Linked DNA regions of Oryctolagus cuniculus: region 2 is linked to region 1. Evidence: chromatin contacts called from public Hi-C data. All regions are on one chromosome and are shown on one strand. Each heading gives the region's core, a stretch centred on a gene start, on an enhancer-like site or on the middle of the called end of the contact. The rest is flanking DNA. Distances are from core to core; before and after follow the strand shown.

The links. Hi-C and Micro-C count contacts between places; a contact is called where the count stands out from the background.
Region 2: a Hi-C map of liver shows a contact between it and region 1, with 10 times the contacts expected there. The contact joins the enhancer-like site here to the promoter of PERP in region 1. A contact is called at or near these places in 2 of 6 Hi-C or Micro-C datasets (ear pinna and liver).

The regions. Positions count from the first base shown.
Region 1 is chr5:30,763,080-30,766,007 of mOryCun1.1, forward strand. It overlaps PERP (p53 apoptosis effector related to PMP22), which reads left to right and starts at 1,508. Exons shown (of 3, transcript XM_002714845.5): 1 at 1,508-1,863. The coding sequence starts at 1,650.
Region 2 is chr5:30,822,985-30,825,912 of mOryCun1.1, forward strand. No RefSeq gene overlaps it. Among named protein-coding and RNA genes, the nearest start is that of PERP, 60 kb to the left of the region's middle. Within about 2 kb of position 1,392, at least 3 of the 8 cell types and tissues checked have an H3K27ac peak or open chromatin away from gene starts, as enhancers often do. A contact at or near this core is called in ear pinna, where this site is marked.

The DNA.
Region 1 (2,928 bases), core at 258-2,757:
AGTGTTAAGTCACTTGTGGGACATCACACAGCTAATCGGAGAAGGCACCCGACCCTCTCCAATCCGGGTCCAGAGTCTGAATCACCTGTTAGGTACATATATGTTAGGCACACAACCAAGACCAGCGTGGACTCTTCCAGAAGTTCTAAAGAGCCACTTTCCTTGTGTCCACCCAGCACTGGTGCGCCGTGGCTTCAGCGGAACAAGAAAACAAGCTACATGTAGTGCAAAATTTTTTGGACATTAAGATACTTGTGCCTCTCTCGTTTGTTTCCAAAACCATTTTGCTTATGAGAACTTTGATTTGAAAGGTCATTTTTTCCCTCACAGATAAATCATAGCTAATTACGCAAACATTTGCATTGCTTTTGAAAGCCCTGAGAACACAAACATTACATTTACCCTCACAAGTCTACACCGTATGGGCCTCACTTTTCTCAGAACACAGCTTCCTGCCAGTCTATGCAACGAATTATTTACCGCTAATGAAAATACGGGAACTTGATTTATGTGCAACTTGATTGACACACAAGGGGGGCTACGGAAAAAGACTTCAAATGGCTTCAGCCCCTTTCTGGGTACCTTTATTTGTTCTCAAAATTGTCGGAGACCCACCCAGGACAAAATGGCCCAGTTTCCCTGGAGAAGGCGAAATGGAAAGGCAGAGGACTAAAGTTCGGACTTGCTTAAACTTCCCGCTTCTTTTACACCAAGCCGGAGGAAGACCCAAGGCATCCAGCAGCGCTCTCCAGAGATCCAGGGTAAGAAGGGACGCTCCTGGGACGTCTCCACGACTAGGCTGAGGCCACTGTGGCGCCCGCCGCCGAGAACTCGTTCTGCTGCTGCGGCTGGGCCACTCCCGGCTGCCGCCCCACCCGCTCGGCCACACCTGCGGGACGGAGGAAGCTACGGGGGTATCCGACAGGCGGGCTTGCTGACCTAGGGGTTTTATCTAGAGAAGCCAAAGGAGCCAATGGAGAGCGGCTGAAAGGGGGTCTGAGCAGGGACAGGGAGCAATGGGGGGGGGGGGAGGGCGGGGGGAGGCCACCTGCGGGGCTCCGGCGAGGGAAATCTGTCCGTTCACCCAAGTCGCTGAACCTCCTCTCTGGCCCAGGCTCGGAACTAGACACCGGGGACACACACAGCAATAAACATGGCGTCAAGACAGGCCCGTCACCCTGGAGCCAGGGTCCAGAGTGCCAAGGCGGGGCCCGGCAGGGAGCGCACGCCTCCGCCGGCCCGCGGGGCTCCAGGTCCAGCGGCCCGCAGCCTGCGTGCACCCTCGCCGCTGGGACAGCCGCCTCCACGCGCGTGAAACGCACACACGACCGCGCAGGTGTCCCGCGGCACGCAGCCGAAGCCCCGCGGCGCCTGGGGCAGGGTCCCCGGGCCCGCCACTGGCAAGCCGCCCCCGGCAGGGTTAAGCCGGCCGCCGGGTGTAACCCGAGCCGGGGGCCGGCCGGGCAGGTCCGGGCGGGCGCGCTCTGAGTCACCGGCCTCGAGGTGTGGCCGCGCGCCGCGCCCCGTGCGCCGCCTCCCCGCGGCCTCCTCTTCCCTTTTGTCGCGGTCCCCGCGCTCGCGGGCCACTCTCGGCCGCCGCCCGTGGCCCGCGCACTACCCCGCTCCGCTCCGCGCCGCGACCGTCCACGATGCTGCGCTGCGGCCTGGCCTGCGAACGCTGCAGGTGGATCCTGCCCCTGCTCCTGCTCAGCGCCATCGCCTTCGACATCATAGCGCTGGCCGGCCGCGGCTGGCTGCAGTCGAGCGACCATGGCCAGACGTCCTCGCTCTGGTGGAAATGCCTGGGCGAGGGCGGCGGCAGCGGGTCCTACGAGGAAGGATGCCAGAGCCTCATGGAGTACGGTGAGTTCCCGCCGCCGCCTCCGGGAAGTCCTCGGGACTGCGGCCTGCGCGGGAAAGGTTTTATGCGGTCCGGGCTAGTGGCTACCGTTTTTCTTTTCTTCTTTTCTTTCCTTTTTTTTTTCTTTTTCTTTTCTTTTTTTTTTTTTTTAAGTCTATTTAGACTTAAGGCTCCTGCTTTCGACCTGAACCAAAAGCCACTTTGGGTGACCCAAAACAGTCGCAACTACGAAGAAAATGGCCCTAATTCAAATCTTGGGAGTTATGGGTTTCAGCCACTAGGAAGGCTTAGATGAGTACGCCTAAGGAACAAAGTATATTTTCTTGGAGACCTGTTGAATCTTCTTGTCTTCCTTCTCCCTTGGTTCTCCTTAGTATTAAAATCCAAGTATTAAAATCATGTCCCCTGCCTGATGCCGGTGGGTCCTTGTAACTTGATCTTACCCAAAGAAATATTTCCCATTGGAAAACAAAAGCCCTTGCAGGCGAAGCTCCAGCACCTGGGATTGCCGTGGACTCCTGGGCGTTCCACGCACCGCACCCGGCCAGTTCCTGTTAGCGCTTGCTCCGAGGAGCGCCCTGCGGCTTCAGCACAGCCCTTTAGAAACTGTTTCTGTTAACCGGATTGGGAAAGCGAAGTGGGGCAGAGTCACTGAGCGGCCAGCGTGGGTCCCTGCGGATGGAGTGCGGTGGCTTGCAGGCTGGAGCAGGCCTGGGTGCTTGACCCAGTGTCCGCGCAGGGGGCGGTCCCCCGCCGTGGGCTCCTGCCCCTGCCCGGGGTGGGCCCGAGTCAGCGGGTGTACAGTGTGAGTGTCCACGCAAATGGACCCCGCGGGGAAAAGCAGCAGCAAATCCCCAATGCCTATGGGGCTTTCGCCGGCCGAGTAAACAGCATTAAAGCAGGCGCCCTTTGTTCACTAGTTGCTGTCGGATTTTCTTTCCCGAAGTGGCGGGGGGCTTCCTTCTCAATCCTGTTCTGCCTGTGGCTCTGGGGCCCTGTGCCAGCCGCGGGGTGGGTTTGATCGCTTGTGGAGTTGTAGGGGTGTTCCCTGGATGAACCCCTTCCTC
Region 2 (2,928 bases), core at 142-2,641, 60 kb after region 1:
CCATAGGGAACTTCTTTTTGCCTCGTTTTTTCTCATCTGCACAGTGGGGATATTGAGAGTACAGGGCTGCTGTGAGGGTGAGTTCAGTCGATTTAGACAATACAAACATGTAGAGCAGTTCCTACATCTACTAAACCGTCACTAAATGTCAGTTACTATTAGCTATTATTTCTCCAGGGGAGGTCTGGGGAGGATTCTGAGTCTGTGATTCAGAAAATAATATATGGAGGAATATAAAAAAGTTTGTGCAAAAATGATTCAAAGTTTATGTTGGCATCCTCAAATTTGAAATTCATGCAGTTTTTTTATAATAGGCATTTTCTATGAAATTTTGAAGACTCTTTGAATTTTGGGCACCTATCATTCATCAGGCATTGTCCTAGGAACTTGGGAATGCGTCACTTGATAAAGCAGACACCTCCCTGCCTTGCCTCCCAAACCCCACTGCCCTGTGCTGTCATCATTTTCCCTTGACTTTGAAACAGTGAGACTGTCACAACTCTTTCCTAGGGGACTTGCAGGAATTCTTGTATTCGTTTTCTGTATAATTGTTGTCAAGCATTGAATTAGCAAATAGCAAGCCCAATCCAAAGGTTTCCACCAGGACTGGACTGACTATATGATGACAATTTCCCTTCTCAGCAAGAACAAAGGCCCTGCAAAGCTCCTGAGGGCCAGCCTACGGCTCAGCGTAGGGCTGAGGACACATTCTTGAGCCGGGTTCCTCACCCTTGGCATTCATGATGCTATGGGCCAGGTAATTCTTTATTGGGGGGGCTGCTCTCTGTTGGAGGATGCTTAGCAGCATCCCTGACCTCTAGACATTAGATGCCAGAAGCCTCCTCCTAGCTGTGACAACCACCTCTCTCCAGCTGGTGCCAGCGTAGTAAAAGCATGCTCCATTGAGATCCAGAAGTTCCAGCGGCCTACTGATTCCATGGTGGGTAAGGCTGCCTAATACAGCCTCAGTGACCATTCTCTTCTAGTCTCTATAATCAGCCCAGCTTTCCTGGTACCCCAACTCCCAGTGCTTTTCCCAGCCCAGGATGCTCTGTGCTGCTTGCTCAGGACTTCTTCCACCTTACCAAGTGGGTAATTCCAGGAACTGTCTAGTCCAGGCTCACTCATGACGTGAGGGCGGGTCTATGGCAGGGGATAGAAGCAGGGAGAGGCAGCTGTTTATTCCTGTACGTTTGATGGGTATCAAGCTACACTCAGGGAGGGCAGGTTGTACTGGAAATTTCAGTGTTTTCCCAAATGGATGTTGAGTCCACCACCCTTGGGCTAAGAGTCAGGATGATTGGGGGTACATCTTTTTCTGTTCTGTTGGTCCCTCTTCCCCATGTTACAACACTGCCTAGGCTGGATTTGACTCACCTGGGTGTGTTCTGAGCTTGACTGAACTAGCCCAGAAGCCCTGCCAGCCAATCTGGAAGTTTCTAAAACCAACTGCAATGAAAGGTTGTTCCCAGGAGCTCTCTCTAGGCAAGGTTCATCGTGGTTGCTGCTCAATGCAAGCTAAATGGGGGTGACTCTGGGGCTCTGTGCTCACCAGCATCTCTCTAGAATATTCATTGGCCTTTGCATGTAAGCACCAACTCAATATCCCATTTCCAAAATAGTGGGTACTTTTCTAAGTATTTTTCATGACTCCCTTGTTTTTTTAGAATCAGGACTGGAAGCTAGTATTTGTATTAGAGTATTGCTTTTGAGGACACACTTAAAAAATCCCATTTTCTTGTGAATTGTCCTTTGAAAGTGCAGGTATGCAGAAAGCTCAAGGGAGTTTCTTCCTTTGTTTGTAAGGTGCTTTTCCACTTCAGCGGTCTGTGGCCAGAGCTATCCTTGACAGCCACCCTTCTTGATCGTCCTGATGTTCTAGTTCTTTCAGTACCTCAGCTCCTTTACAAGGAGCTCATAAACCATTATCGTTGGGTGTATTTTAAAAATCAAGGAATACAACAACAAGTGTTGTGCTGTAGCCATACCAGAGTGCTGGTTCAAATCCCAGCACCCTTGCTTCCAATCTAGTTCCGTGCTAATGTGCCTGGGAAGGCAGTGGATGACAGCCCAAGCACTCAGGTCCTTCTACCCATGTGGGAGACCCACGTGGACTTCCTGGCTCCTGGCTTCAGTCTGGCCCAGCCCCAACTGTTGCTGTCATTTGGGGAGTGAATCAGTAGATGGAAAATCTCTCTCATCCTCCATTGCTCTGCCTTTCAAGTAGATTAATAAATAATTTTTTAAAATTCTAAAAACTAAAAACAAAGGTATATGGCTCCAACCTTATGGGCAGGCAAGGAGTAAGTGAAATAAAAGGGGAAGCCATGGTGAAAAGATGCAGTGAAGAGGAGGGAGAGTGGGGTTTTGAAATCACATGTGTCCGAGAGCCAGTGGCTGCAGCCCATGCCAGCGTGGGCCATGGTGATGTCACAGGAGCACAGTTTCCTACTGAAACCTGGCTTTCTTTGAAAATGCCATGTACTTATTCCTCATTTTATTCACGTTGAATCATACAACTAGGTTAGTCAGAATGGTAGGAAACCCTGTGCCTGGGGTTTGCTCAAGGTTCTTCCAGTCGGAGTCCCAGGGTAAACCAACACCTTCCATCCTAGACATAGCTGCCCTCCAAGTCCGCTGAGTGCTGCCTGAGGTCCTCTCACTGCTTTGCAAAATCCTTTCTCCAGCCCTTGGTCAACTTGATGCAGAATCATGCGGAGCGTTTTCCTGCCTCACTTCCCCCGGAATGTCCTGGGTTAGGTTCCATGTTCTCTGCTAGTGGCCCATCCCCAAACTTACGGAACTCAGGAAATGGGATCTCAGATAGTTGCTTAGAAGCTCTCTTTTCCCTTTCTCAAAAGAGCACTGCTCTCAGCTGCTCCACTAGCACCTTCCTTCCCCTGGGAACTTTCTGCTCTTCCTGGAGGA